Linked DNA regions of Rattus norvegicus: region 2 is linked to region 1. The links are chromatin contacts, called in public Hi-C maps. All regions are on one chromosome and are shown on one strand. Each heading gives the region's core, a stretch centred on a gene start, on an enhancer-like site or on the middle of the called end of the contact. The rest is flanking DNA. Distances are from core to core; before and after follow the strand shown. Region 1 overlaps Sppl3 (signal peptide peptidase like 3). Region 2 has its middle 22 kb from the start of Hnf1a.

The links. A called contact is a pair of places that touch in the nucleus more often than the background predicts.
Region 2: a contact with region 1 is called in a Hi-C map of liver, with 4 times the contacts expected there. The contact joins two enhancer-like sites. A contact is called at or near these places in 12 of 12 Hi-C or Micro-C datasets (the A7r5 cell line, the Rat2 cell line, Schwann cells and 7 more) and 1 of 1 datasets of contacts at active chromatin or transcription factors (oligodendrocytes).

Annotation. Positions count from the first base shown.
Region 1 is chr12:47,193,267-47,201,094 of GRCr8, forward strand. It overlaps Sppl3 (signal peptide peptidase like 3), which reads right to left. Exons shown (of 11, transcript XM_003751200.5): 3 at 6,212-6,300. Among named protein-coding and RNA genes, the nearest start is that of Acads, 43 kb to the left of the region's middle. Within about 2 kb of position 3,920, at least 1 of the 93 cell types and tissues checked has an H3K27ac peak or open chromatin away from gene starts, as enhancers often do. A contact at or near this core is called in liver, where this site is marked.
Region 2 is chr12:47,280,429-47,287,854 of GRCr8, forward strand. No RefSeq gene overlaps it. Among named protein-coding and RNA genes, the nearest start is that of Hnf1a, 22 kb to the right of the region's middle. Within about 2 kb of position 2,268, at least 7 of the 93 cell types and tissues checked have an H3K27ac peak or open chromatin away from gene starts, as enhancers often do. A contact at or near this core is called in liver, where this site is marked.

The sequences.
Region 1 (7,828 bases), core at 2,670-5,169:
GATGATTGCTGAATCAAAGGGAATCCCCCAATCCCATGCCGACCTAATCCTACTGAGATTGAAAACTGTCATATGAAAACTGTCACATAATCTATTATAATGGAATAAAGTAAAAATCTGTGTTAAGGTTGTAAGTAAATGACCCAATCAAGATAAAACCTAGGCATAAAGGGCTGAAAATGACAAGGTGACATTTAAAACTATTAGGACTGGGGAGCTCTCAGTGGTTAAGTGCACACTCTGTTCTTGCTAACGACCTGAGTTCAGGCAACTCACACTGCCTGTGTACCTACAGCTCCAGGGGATCTGATGCCGGGGTTGGGGATTTAGCTCAGGGGTAGAGCACTTGCCTAGCAAGTGCGAGGCCCTGGGTTCGGTCCCCAGTTCCGAAAAAAAAAAGAAAAGAAAAGAAAAAAAAAAAAAAAAAGAGAGAGAGAGATCTGATGCCCTCTTGTGGCCTCTGAGCGGTGCCTACACTCTTGTGCCCATACCCTCCCATATACACATGCACATAATTTTTAAAATAAATAAATCTCACACACAGTTTTACACACACACACTTTTAAACACACGCACATGCACACGCACATGCACACGCACGCACGCATACACACACACACACACACACTCACACTCACACTCACACAGGCTTGGGTCTGGCAACAGAGCTTGTTTGGCCAGGCACCTGGGTCAAGCCAGCCTGACGCCCTGGACCTGCATGGTGTTAGAAAGGAGACGGCCCTACCCACACACGTGCACACTGAGAAACAAGACGGTAACAGACATAAGCACTCGGAGACTCACTGTTCACTAATAAACGCTTAGGCCATACATAAGCTTCGGCTCCTTCTCCAACTCGCTCTCAATCTACTAACCCTTTATTGTAACCTGGGCTCAGCTACCGGGCTGGTCTCATCTCCTGTCTGTCCATCTGTCTGTCTCCTCGGCCTTCAGGGAGAATCTCACCTGTTCCTATTTCCCAGGATCCTCTCTACCCCTGCTGGATGTCCCACCTCCTATTTTCTGACTGAGCTCACTGTTACCAGTTCCTGACACATATCAGAGATTCCCTCTGCGCACCCTGCCTATCTGTGGCCCCAGTGAGCTGAGGCAAGGGTACCAGATAAAGATCACCCTCACTATATGGGGACTTTGAGGTCATCCTGACCTACAAAAAATTAAGATGCCTTAGAGCAGAGATTACATTAGGAAGACTGTAAGATGTATTTATAATAAACTTGTTTTATCTTAGCATGGTAACTAAAACAAACAATACAAGGAACAGTGAGGCTATTAGGACAGTTCCTCTTCTGAAATCAGCAATTAAACCAGGAGATGGCGGCACTGGGCTCTTTTAGTTGCTGCCACTGTACTTCTGGGCACCAGAGACAATGGTTCTACAAGGAGGAGATAGCCAATTAGACATCTGACCAAACTCCAATGATTTAAAGGCAAAGCAAAGCAAAACAAGACATTTAAACATGACAACCATAATCACAAAGGCTTACACAGCCTCACACAGCCAGCCTAAAAAAAAGCATAATTGTGGAATTTACAAACTTTAAATTTTTTTTTTGCTTGCTCTGGAACTCAGCCTTATGTAACCCAGGCTGGCTTCCAGCTCACGACCATGACCTAACTCCTCACCCCTTACCTCTCCCTCTCAATTGAGCCACCAAGCCCAGCTCACATCATTATCAGTGAAGGCAGCCACAGGCAGCAGGCACTGACACGGTCAGTGTAAACTGACGTCTGTTACTGAATTGTATCCTGTGATTAGATATTCCCTACATCATCACAAACTAAGGACAGGAGAGATGGGGACATTTCTAGTTTTTATGGCTACTTTGGTGGCAGTCTAAATGGGGCAATTAAAGATGTGTACACCTACCAATCCCCACAGTTCCAGACTTCCACAAGTGTCCAGTTCTGGGAGTGGGAAGCCTTGGTCAGAAGTCTTAACTTAGGCTGGCCATGTCAAGGATCCCGGTGCTTCAAACCCACAGGATGATCCCTGCTGAGGCTCCACGGAATGGCAAAGCCTTCCTTGGGTCCATGGTAGATAATGGTCTCCTTGAAGGGATGCTTAGGGTGTGAAGACCCCTCTCCAACTGACCACTCCCATACTGACATTAGTTAAGATCCAGCTGTGTACCATAAACCCCACCTCCTTGTTCATGTATACAGCAGCCCTGCCTCTCTGTTCAGTCTATATAATCAACTGGACAAGCTTTAGTGCCTCCTTTGGAGGCCTCTGTCTGCCCTGTTCAGATTTTCTTCCCATGTGTGTCTGTCTGTCTTCTTTGCTTACTGGCCCTCAGGTCTATTCCTGGAGGCTGTGTAAGGACTAAAATCAGGCAGTGGGTTTATGTGGCTTTCCCCCTTTATCTATTAAATGAAGAACTGGGCGGAGCACGGAGGAACACACCTTTAGTCCTAGACTGGGAAGAGCAAAGGCAGGGGTTTTCAATGAGGTTAGGCCACACTAGTCTACACACTGAGTTCCAGACCAGTCAGGGCTACACAGTGAAACCCTGTGTAAATAAAGGAAGGAAAGGTGGTGGGGGCGGGGAGATATCTACCTGCCTGCCTGCCTCTGGGCAGACCCAGTTACTAGAAATACACGGGGGCAGTCAGAGATGATCTGGATGGAAATCCCTGCTTCTTACAACTTTCTTTCCAACCATTTTCTGTGTGCATGAATTCTGACTTTCACTACAGGCAGAATCTGTATAAGTGCAGCTGGCTTTGAGCTGGAGACTCTCTTTCCTCAGTCAGCCAGATGCTGTGATTACTTCCCCCACACCTAAGATGCTCATTACTATGCCTGGTTTTGGAACTTTACACACATTAAATAATGTGTGTCTGGCTTCTTTCACTCAACACTACTTTGTAAGAACTGTTCTACTCTGTTCTGTTCTACAACTTCACTGGATGAAAAATCTTTCCATTCCATGACCGACATTTAGGGTTTTTTCCCTCAACTTTTAGCTATCACAAGTAATTCTTCTTTGTACGTCTTTGATATTTCAGTGTGTGTGTGTGTGTGTGTGTGTGTGTGTGTGGTCTCTGCCTGCGTGTATGACTCCCACATCTGTGCAGCACTCTCAAAGGCCAGAAGAGGGCATCAGAGCGTCAATGAACAGAGGTCAGAGGTCTGCTCCAGAGCTACAGATGGCTCCTGGCCTGACGTCATGTGGGCGCTCGGAACCTGCACAAACCTGAGGCTCTGATAAAGCAGCCAGTGCTCTTAATCACTGAGCTATCTCCAGCCCATAATATCATTATTACTATTTTGAGACAGAATCGAGACAGAGTATCGCTTTGTAGCTGAGGCTAGAGGAAGTCGCTCTATGGCAACTTTCCTTCTTAAGTTCCCACACACCGAGATGACAGCTGTCCTTGTGTCATGGGGTGACATTTCCTCCCAAATTTCATCCAGTCCCACCATGCCAGCTCTTGTGCTCTTCAACGGGAATTATGCCTGGATACTAAGAGCAGTCATGAGTTTGGCATACAGCAGAGGAAAAGCAAAACTCCCCCCCCAGGCCCACCTTCTGAGTGAGGGCAGCGAGCTCAGCAGCCATGGAAGACTGCCTCTAGGACCTGGACCACCAAGTCTGGCCTGCCATTTCTTTCTCTTCCTCTTACTACTTCTGGCCATCACAGCTGAAGAAGGCAGAGGCATTCTTCAAACCTGCCTTCCCCACTACAGTCTGTCAAAGCAGATGCAGCAGATACAGGAGGATGGGGAGGCCTGACTGCCCGCAGTTCCCAGGCAGTGTCAGAGGAAGGGCAGCAGGTCGAGTGCTTCTCAGACAGGGGCAGATCTGCTTTGCCGTTTCTCCCAGAACTGTTGCATCTGCTCTTATCTGTCCCACCTCACCTTTGGCCCTGATACTGGCATGCTCTCCAGAGCTCCAGGGATGTGACGGGAGCCTGTACGCATGCACCCGAGAGCCACACTGCTGGGCCCAGGAGCGCTGGGGCTTAGTCTGTGAGCTGTGTCCATGTCACAGACATACTCCCCAGGAAACACAAGAGGACTGGTCTTTTTTACACTAGGTGTGGCCAGGGTTTCATCTTGAGCCATCCTGGTGGCTGTTTCCTGAGTTCTAATGCGCCAAGTGCTGTAGTCTCCTGGAGGTTCTTGCACCTTTGGCTGTTGGGCAGAGCACTGTTTGAGTTGTGAGCTTTGATGTCTGCTGTGGGTCCCACGGCCTTCACTACTCCTTCACTTCCATGTTTGTTTGCTTCCACAAACTCCTCCACTCTTGGGTCTTTTGGAAGAAGGCAACTGTGATCTTTCACACACCTCCATCTGGTCACTTTATCCTTTAACTGGTCCAAAATCCTCTTGCCAACATCTTGGCACTAACTAAGCACCAATCTTTTGAGAGCCAACCCTCAGTTCCTGTTGTGGCCCATATCTTTAGTCCTTATCTGTATAGAGGCAGAGACAGGTGGATCTCTGAATTCAAGACCACCCTGATCTAGTGAGTTTCAGAACAGCCAGGGCTACACAGAGAACCCCTGTTTAAAAAAGCAAAAACCAAACCAAACCAAACAAACAAAAAACAAAAACAAAACAAAAGACCCTTTCCCATACTGTCCTTCAACCTAAAATGATGGGGCACTGTATGGCGAGTGCTGACTCACGGAGGATTTTCTTTCTTAGTATTTTCCAGTCTGCATCAAAGAGAACTGTACTGTACTGTATGATAGGTACCTGTGAATTCTCTTGGTGTCTGGGCCTCAGTGCATAATGGAAAGGGTGCATAGTCTGACACAGGAGGCCAACTTAAGAAAACGACTAAGAGGTGCATGACCCTCATGTGACCCTGATAAATAACAAGAAATAAAACTGACATTAGCAGATACTTCCTTCCATGAGATTTTAGTTAGAACACTACATGCTTCTCTTTGATTTTGTGATGCAGTGTGCCAGACTATAATCTGTCTTACTTATATCATTTGCAAATATGCTGCACCATATTGGACTTTAGAAGTAAAGTTCTTGGGGCTGGAGAGGTGGCTCAGTGGTTAAGAGCACTGGCTGCTCTTCCAGAGGTCCTGAGTTCAATTCCAGCAACCACATGGTGGCTCACAACCATCTGTAATGGGATCCGATGCCCTTCTCTGGTGTGTCTGAGGACAGCTACAGTGTTCTCATATACATTAAAAAATAATATTTAAAAAAAGAAGTAAAGTTACAAGTATGTGACTTAGCTTGAAGATAAATTATGTAATACATCAATCTGAAAATCAGATTTCACACTGGGTTTAATGTGGTTCCTAGTAAATTACTGGTACAGACTTTATTTCATGCAAAGATTTTAATATCTATGGACAGACAATTTTAAAGGCAGTCTCTGTGTAGCCCTGGCTGTCCTGAAACTCCCTCTGTAGACCAGGCTGGCCTCATACTCACAGAGGCCCACCTGCCTCTGACTCTTTCCACGTAAGTGAGTCTACTTCACTGTCTTTGTTGTGTTCACTTCCCAATCTGAAGTAAAAACCAGGCAAGTGCGATTTGGATACGAAGTACATAGGAACTAAGTACAAGGAGACCGAATTCCGTGAGAGGAAAGGAGAGGGGCAGGCTTTCATCCCTGTCCCCCACCGGTGGGGTTGCAGGCACATGCCAGTAGGCCCAGGTTATTATGTGGTGCTGCCCACCTGAGCTCAGGACCCATGCTTGTGGGACAAGCACTTTTCTGACTAGGCCTTCTCCCTGGCCCCAAGTGCTTCATTATGAAATATGAAATAATATTCCACTGTATGGATAAATGATAACTTGTGTACAGATTCATCTCTATTTTAAAAAGGATTTGTATTCTTGTGGGATATTTTGAATCAGGTGACAATCCTAACACTTATCTCTCCAAGCACTTGAATGTACTCTCTCAGAGATATGTAATTAAGCAGTCATCGGGAGAACAGCTAGCAAGGTCACGGGCGGATGGACATGGCCTGTGCTTTATGGGGAAGGAGTGACCTCGGCAGCGGCAGCAGGTGCAAGCTCCTCGTACTTGGGCAACCGGCGGCGTTAGACTTAGAGCACAAAGTGTAGCAGACGGCAGGGTACAGATTGGATCGCACTGTTGGATCACGTGTGAGTGAGGGACTGGAGGTACGGAGAGGTCAGCTGCGGTGAGCGCATGGGGTGAGGGTGGGGTGAGGCTATCGAGGAGCACAGGACACGGCTTACTGTTATTGGTGCTGCTGCCGTTGAAAGGGCCAGAACTACTGCTGCTGTCTTTCTCCTTATCTTGGTTCTCAAAGTCCATATTAAGAGACCTGTGGGGGGGGGGGGGGGGAGAGAGAGAGAGAGAGAGAGAGAGAGAGAGAGAGAGAGAGAGAGAGATTGATTAACATTCAGCTTCAGTTCTGCGTAAGAGAAAGCAGCCATGGCAGTCCTGAGCCAGGGCTGCAAGTGCTGCTCCTGCGAAGAAAAGGACATCCTCTTCCCAACTGGGAAGCCGTCTACAACCCTTCAGTGTTCCTTCTCGAGCTGTCCCACTGTAATAAGGCACTCCAGTGCAGTTCAACTTGCCACAGTCTCTTAATTACTTTCCTATGATTAAAAATCTGGAAAGGGAAACTTTTATACCCATGTGACAGCTTTTAGAGAGGGTACAGGGAGGACCCTCTCAAAATAGCAAAAAGCAGGTGAAAACACCTGTGCTTCCAACAACACAATTACAAACAAACAAACAAACAAAGGCCACTCATGAGATGGAAGAAAATACCTGCAAATCATGTGACTGGTGAGAGGGGGCTTGTACAGAACAGTTAAAGTCAAAAGTCAGGTAACAGTGCAGGGTTGGATGCACAAGGCTGGGAGCCTCGTGCACTGAGGGGCTGACACTAATTGGGTCAGTCCGTCCAGCAGACAGTCCAACCACACACCTGCTTTTCCAGTTCAGTCTCCAGCGCTCTGAGAAGGCAGGTTTCTGTTGCCTGAGCCATCTACGCTACAATGTATCTGCTATGGTAGGACTATGTGTTACACATTCCAACCTGTTTCATGTCTTCTGACATGCCCAATATCAGCAAATATCTCAATAGATATTAAAGAAAGAGCATGTTTTGTTGTTGAGGCATTTCACAAATGACAGACTGAGCTAATAAAGAATACTTGCTCAGTCCAGACTGCTGTGCAACAGATGCCATGTCAAAGCTGGATGTGATGGCACACATCTGTCCTTCCGCACTGGGGTGTGGCGCACAATCTAGGTCAGCCAATCCAGCCCAACTGATGAGCTCAAGGTTCAGTAGAGACGGAGTGAGGAAAACCACAGTCTTCTGGCCTATCCATGCGGGTGCACGTACAGCATAAGCCCATGAGGGAGGAGGACATTAGCCCACACTCACTGTGCTGGCTCATTTTCTTCCTGCTTGCTTTGTACTGTTACAGAATGAAAGACACTGCTACCTTAAACTGCATTTGTGGGCTCTGTCTTCCTCTCTCTCTACCAGTGTCTCTGCTGGGAACACACACACACACACACACACACACACACACACACACACACACACACACACACACACAAGTACATTTATTTCATCTTGCTGCCAGCCCTGCTGCAGAGATGGTGTCAAAGGCAGCAGCTGAGGTGCTATAGAGGTGGTCACCCTCCCATGTCCCCACTAGACGGGGTTCCTCTGTATCAACCAGGCTGGCCTTGAACTCACAGAGATCTGCCTGTCTCTGCCTCCTGATGCTGGGAGGTCTTGTGTAACTACTATGGGCTTCTAGTTGCCTGAGTCTTGCTGAACTTCAAGCCTTGTTTGATCCTTGGGGTTACCACTACACAACACAAGA
Region 2 (7,426 bases), core at 1,018-3,517, 86 kb after region 1:
GATCAATGAGATTCAGTAGCGTATATCTGGGCCAAGCCAGACAATGTGGAAAGGATTTGTCACTGGGCAGCTCCCCAATCCAGAGCCAACTCCCCGAACCAGAACCAGCTCTGCCCCTCCAACCCCGATGGTGTGACAGCATCTGTAGACCAGCAGGAAGGAGGCATAGAAAACAACTTAACTGGGTACACCCGAGTTAACCAGCAAATTGATTAAGGCTTGTACACCAGCTGACACAGCCTGGCTAACACACTGGTTACAGCGTTTTCTGTAACCGGCCTGAAATCACTTCCCATGATTCAGCTCTCCTGGTTGGGTCTGTTGAGCCCAGGGCAGGTCCCAGATCCAAATCCTATGGTCTTACCTTTCACCTCAACCTTATATAGCTGAGGACGGTCTTGAACTACTCTACCTTCCCAAACTTGGATTACAGAAGCATACCAGCACAGCAGATTTATGTCATGCCCGGAGTTCCAACCCACAGTCTCAGGCATACCAGGAAAACACTCTACCAGCTCAACCACATCCTCAAACCACCGCCACAAGTTTTATTTAGCAAAATGAGGGCTGTAGAGATGGTTCAGTTAAGAGCACTGATGGCAGGGGCTGGGGATTTAGCTCAGTGGTAGAGCGCTTGCCTAGCAAGCGCAAGGCCCTGGGTTCGGTCCCCAGCTCCGAAAAAAAAAGAAGAGAAAAAAAAAAAAAAAAAAAGCACTGACTGCTCTTCCAGAGGTCCAGAGTTCAATTCCTAGCAACCACATGGTGGCTCACAACCATCTGTAATGGAGATCCGATGGCCTCTTGTGGTGTGTCTGAGGAGAATGACAGTGTACTCATATACATGAAATAAATAAATCTTTATTTTAAAATGAATAAATAAATAAATCATTATTTTAAAATGAATGTGACTGTATAAGAATGGTCAGTACTGGACTGGAGAGATGGCTCAGCAGTTAAGAGCACTGTCTGCTCTCCCAGAGGTCCACAGTTCAATTCCCAGCAACCATAGGGTGGCTCACAACCATCTGTAATGGGCTCTTCTGGTGTGTCTGAAGACAACTACAGTGTACTCATATACATTAAATAAATAAATCTTTAAAAAAAAAAAAAAAAAAAGAATGGTCAGATGGTCAGTCACAGGCCTGACTTATCCAGAAGGCTTCTTCCTGCTCGACTCTGGCATTCAGCCAGCTGCACTGGTACCTACTCCTCTGAGGTCAGAGAAACGGAAAAACTCCATCTAGCCATCAGCAACTGCTTGGGAACCAGGATAGGGCACTAGGAAGAGCATGGGACTTGTCAGACTGTGTATTTGCGGACTCTAAAAAAGCACACAGACACCGTGACCCAGAAATTGCGTGGCTCTAGGAACCTATCCTAAAGAAACAATGAAGGGTTGTGTCTAAAATTTAGCTTGGAAGGACATTTACTGAAGGACTGTGGGAGAAGGATGGGGACCACCCTGATTTACAGAGATGACTATGTGCTCAGTCAACATTAATAAGGACCGCGATTGGGGTTGGGGATTTGGCTCAGTGGTAGAGCAAGCCCTGGGTTCGGTCCCCAGCTCCGAAAAAAAGAAAAAAAAAAAAAAGGAGCACGATATATATTCATTTTTTTAAAAAAATATATTTGTCCCAATAAAAAAATTTAAAAATTAAAAATAATAAACAACAATAATAATTTTTTAAAAAGACAATGTGTCTATTTGTTGGTTTGGTTTTGTTTTTTATGTGTTTGCGCGCACACACGCCAGAGCACATGTGTGGAGGTCAAAGGACATCTTTCCAGAGTAGGTTCTCTCCTTCCACCATGTTAGTCCCGGCATCCAGCTCAGGTCGTCTGGTTTGGTGTCAAGCGCCAGCCCTGTTTACCTTCTTCATGTCATGGTTTTTTTTGTTTGTTTGTTTGGTTGGTTTTTTGTTTTTTGTTTTGTTTTGTTTTGTTTTGTTTTGTTTTGTTTTTTTGCAGTGCTGGAGAAGGAATCTGTGGCCTCCAATATGCTGGACCTGTGCTCTTCCACGGATGTAGTTTCCCAGCTCTCTGGTACTCTAGCTTGAGATGGTCTCTCTTTGTACCCGGCTGACTTTGAACTTGAGATCCTCCCGCCTCTGGTGGGATTACAGGCAAGTGCCAAGGTGCGGGCTTGGAGTTCCCTTGGCCGACTCCCCTCCACCGGAATTTAGACAACAGTCTCATGTTCTGCTCTCACTGCTCCTCCACGCTGACACTCAACCTTTGCCTCTTTCTCAATCGCTTTCTCCTCCCCAGCCACAGCGCTGTGAGCTGGGGGCGGGGCTGGTTTTGACCAAACCTCAGAGCAGAACAAACAACCGGGAAGGAGAGGGTTCCTCAGTTCACAGCTTCAGAGGGCTTTGCTCCGAGGCAGGGAGGCTAGAGTGGAACCAAACAGCTGGAGTCATGGTGGCTGAAAACACCACACCGGACCACAGAAAGGGCTGGAGTGAGACCCGCCTAGTGGTGAAATGCTTACCTGGCACACCTCAAGTTCAGTCGCCAGGGCTGACAAGCCAAACACACAGATGATGACCCTCGAGGGGCCTCCGGCAGCCAACATCAAACTTCAGTCTCCTGATGATCTGTTCAAATTGTGATTTGCCTTAGAATTAAAGTATTCATTAGACCAGAACCCTCTAGATATAAATCTATTAGTCCCCGAAAAGCCCTCGGATACACCCAGAAGTGTGCCTTACTCATTTACTAGACTGTTCTCTATTGAATCACGATTTACCATCTTGGGGATAAATCAACCGTTGTAGACTTTGTCTTCGACGAGTACCCCCTCCCCGTTTATATATTAAAGACCCAACACCTCAATGTTTGATAGAGGTGTGGTTTTCAAGAAAACACTCAAGGTTAATTTTTTTCTTTTCTCCTTTTTTTTTTTTTTTTTCTCTCAGTTTCTTCAAGACAGGGTTTCTCTGTGTGGCCCTGGTTGTCCTGGAACTCACTCTGTAGACCAGCCTGGCCTTGAACCCAGAGATCCACTTGCCTCTGCCTCCTGAACTCTAGGATTAAATGTGGGCACCACCACCTTCTAACCTGTTTTAGAAGGTTTTAATGTTTTAGGGTATCTTTATTTTATCTTATGTGTATGAGCGTTGAATGAGTATGAGTATGAATGTCTGTCTGTCTACTGTGTGTGCTTGGTGCCCAAAGGAGGCCAAAAGAGAGCGTTGGAATCTGCAACTGGCTTTACAGACAGCTGTGAGCCATCACGTGGGTGCTGAGGACTGAACAGGGGACTCATGTAAGAGCAGCCAGTGCAGGAGCTGAGGGATCTCTCCAGCCCCACGGGCATGTATGACTCACAAGCCGAGAGGCCTCATTCCAAGGTTGCTGACCCTGAATTTAGCAGAAGGATGAAAAATGTCTCTGTCTATGGCACTGTGTTCTGGCGGCCCACACAGGCCGCTGCGTGAGACGACCCGCCTCACATGCTTGTTCTCCAACAATGAATTGTTCACACGCCTGTCAAACACTTGGGCACATGCCTGCACATACACAGTGACCTCTACTCACTATTTATTCACGCTCTCACACACTGAATTCACTTGCGGAATGAATAAACAGATTCATCTTGCGAGCTAAATCTCGTACATGACTGGCTCTCTGAAAACAGTTTAGCTGGGCTGTGGGAGTGGTGGATCCTAGCACTCTGGAGACAGAGGACGGTGGATCTGTGAATCAGAGGCCAGCCTAGTCTGCATAGTCAAACTCTGTTGTAGGCAAGCAAACAAGCAAACAAACAAACAAACAAAAAACTGTAGCTGGTTGCCTTGGCCTGGAATCGCTGCACTGGGGAGGTAGAGGCAGAAAGAGCTTTGTTCATTTACAGCCAATCGGGTCTCCTTGGGGAGAACTTGCCTAGAAAATAAACAAGTTAAATGGGGGCGGGGGGGGGGGGAGAAGAAAAGTAAAATGTATCTGTTTTATAACCGCGGTTTACACGGAGACACTGCTGATAGATTTACAAAAAAACAAGCACATCAACTTGCACTGGGCAGGTAGCTGGAGTGTGTGTGACTCTCTACTCCTTTGTTTCTAGAATGTTGCTTAGAGGCTCCTGGAATCCCTCTCCTCATTCCAAAGCATCGCCGATGGACTGGATTTGTAAAGCTCTCTCACACTGCGGGCCCTAGGACCTGATTCAACATTCGCAATCCACGGGAGCAAGCTGGACACGGGAGTGTGCACGTGTAATTCTAGTACTAGGGTGGGGTGGGGTGAATAGAACCCTTTGGCTTGCTGGCTGGCCGGCCTGGACAGTTGTTGATTTCCAGGTCCCGGTGTCCACAAACCAGTCAGGGGCCTGAGGAGATGCTAGCTCAGTGGATAAAGGACTTCCCATGTGACTTTACCTCTGATTCCCCAAGACCCGTGTAAAATGCTGCTCTGGTGACTTGTACTTTGGTAGCAGAGATAGAAGGACCCGAGATGCTGTTAGGCCAGTCAGTCCAGCTAAAAGGATGATTGCCAGGTTCAGCAAGAGACTCTGTCTGGAAAAACAAGGGGGAGAGGGATAGAGGAAAACACCCAGACATCAATCTCTGACCTCCACGTGTGCTAGTTGTAGGAGTGTCTCCACACATGCTAAGACCCAGTGGATGGCTCCTGAGGAGTCAGCAGGCCTCCACACGCGTGCTCATACACACGCACCTGTGCACACTCAGGCACACGCACGCAAGTCGCTGAGACTAGGGTGTGATGGCATGTTATCTGTGCTCCCAGTACTCAGCAGGCAGATGCAGGAAGATTTCTAATTTAAGGCCAGCCTGGCCTCTGTACACAGCCCCTGTCTCAAAAGAACTCCAAACCCAAACCCAAAACAAATCAAACCCAAACCCAAGCCCAAAACAAAACAAAACCCAAACCAAATCAGACCAAACCAGACCACAACTAAAACCAAACACAAACACAAACACAAAAACAAGCCAAACTACCAAACCAAAACCAAACCCAAAACCAAATCAGACCAGACCAAACCAAATCCAAACCAACACTGGCTCTTGGAGTGACCTTTAGGAAGGAGGAATAAAAGCCTATTTGGGGGGCTGAGGATTTAGCTCAGTGGTAGAGCGCTTACCTAGGAAGCGCAAGCCCCTGGGTTCGGTCCCCAGCTCCGAAAAAAAGAACAACAACAACAAAAAAAAAAAAGCCTATTTGGGGCTGGAGAGATGGCTCAGTGGTTAAGAGCACTGACTGCTCTTCCTAGAGGTTCTGAGTCCAATTCCCAGCAACCACACGGTGGCTCACAACGATCTGTAATGAGATCTGGCGCCCTCTTCTGGCCTGCAGGCATACACGCAGGCAGAACGCTGTGTACCTAGTAAGTAAATCTTTTTTTTTTTAGAACCTATTTGATCCAGATGTGTCTGAGTGGGAAGGAATGCAGATCATGTGAGCGGTAAATTTGGGTGTTCTGCTGGGAGTGGAGGCGCACGCCTTTGATCCCACTACCCCGGAGGCAGAGGCAAATGGGTTTCTGTGAGTTTAAAGCTAGCCTGGTCTACAGAGGGAGTTTGAGGCCAGCCCTGACTACAGGTTTGGGTCTTAGATTCTCTGACCTTGAGCCTCAGTGTTCAAGCTCAGTTGCCTGGAAATGAGCCAGTCTTTACCGAGCACACAGACAAACGGGAGCACCAGAGAAAAGCGCTTTGCAAACCGAGCTGCTGTAGACACCAGGGATTTGTAATCTCCACCGAGCTGCAGGAGGATCTCGTTAACATGTAGTTATAGGATGCTGATGTGGCCCTAGAGACCTGCCCAGTCCCGCCTACTCCTGCCTATTGGCCAGCCTCTGACAGTTCCACGCATTTTGATTGCTGAGGTCTCTGGCGTTACTGAGCGTCGCCCTGTACCTTTCTTCGCTTTACTTCACCTGAAAGTGTTGGGTGGTATCTGGAAGGGCCGCCTTAATTACCCTGGCCCGGCTATTTATTGCGACAGACACCAAGCTCTCTGCATAATATATGCAAGCCAAATATAACCAAGGCTTCTGATTGCCTCATCTCTGCGTGGTGACTTATTTGGCAGGGAAGAAAAAAACGTAATTGGATGTAATTAAAATCTTTCCCCAGTCTCTCAGAAAATACTCGGATGAGGAAGGTTCTTTTTCCCCCTTCTCTTTGGGACGAGGATGAAACCAAGAGCCTCGTGTAAACTTGGATAGTGCTCCACTTCTGAGCGGAGTCCTCATCACCATGAGCGCACACATATTTTTTTTTAAAGACTGAATTTCTCATAGCCCAGTCTATCCTCAAATTCACCAAGTAGCTGGGGATGATCTCGGGTTCCAGATCCTTCTGCCTCCACCTTCCAGGTGCTGGGAACACTGGCTTCATCCGGTGTTGAGAATCAAAACCAAGGATTCGTGTTTGCTGGGTGTGTACCGTACACCTACAGAGCCACAGCCTTAGCCCTAGAGAGAGAGACATTGGTAAAAAAGAGCTCTAGGGCTGGCAAGATGTAGGCAGACACACTTGTCACCGGTGCCTTACAACTTGAGTTTCGTCCCTGGAATCCCTGGTAGAAGGCGGGAACTGGCTCCTACACATGGTGCTCTGAGTTCTGCATACATGCAGGAGTGCATTTGTCACCACAGGATACAACATCCTATAGTCACGTGGGTGCACACATACAATAATTAATAACAAGTAATATCAATAATAAAATAAAAATAATAGAATAAAATAAATACAATAAAGTATCATTTATCATTTATATTATATATTATTAGTTATAAATAGAAAGAAATAATAAATAAATAAATAAGTAAATAAAATGCACACTGCCTTGTGGATGTATATTGGACCAATACATTTTGTGAGCCTCCACTGTGTAACCTGATAAGCATCCACAGAGATGGACACCTCTCGTGCCAGTATCACAATCAAGGTCATTAATAGTCACAGGAGGGGCTGGAGAGATGGCTCAGCAGTTAGGAGCACTGACTGCTCTTCCAGAGGTCCTGAGTTCAATTCCCAGCACCCACATGGTGGCTCACAACCATCTGTGATGGGATCCGATGCCCTCTTCTGGTGTGTCTGAAGACAGTGACAGTGTACTCATGTACATTAAATAAATGAATCTTAGAAAAATAGTCACATGAATGGCAACATCTCTGGCTTGAACAGATGGAACTTCGGTCCTGTGAACCCAAAGCCACCTTGGTTTATCTAAGCACATTCTGCAATGTTTACACAGTAACATCTCGAGGTAGTGTATGCTCAAGAATGCATCCAGTTGCTAAGTGGATGGGGCCTGTATAACTCAGAACTCCCTCCAGGCTCCCAAGGGGCCTCTGGCCTGCTGTCTGGGGCTTTCCATAAAGCACAGTTCTATTTCAACAACTACCTCTCCCTCTGTAACTGCAGGTAAGTTTACATTCCCTAGAACGTTCTAT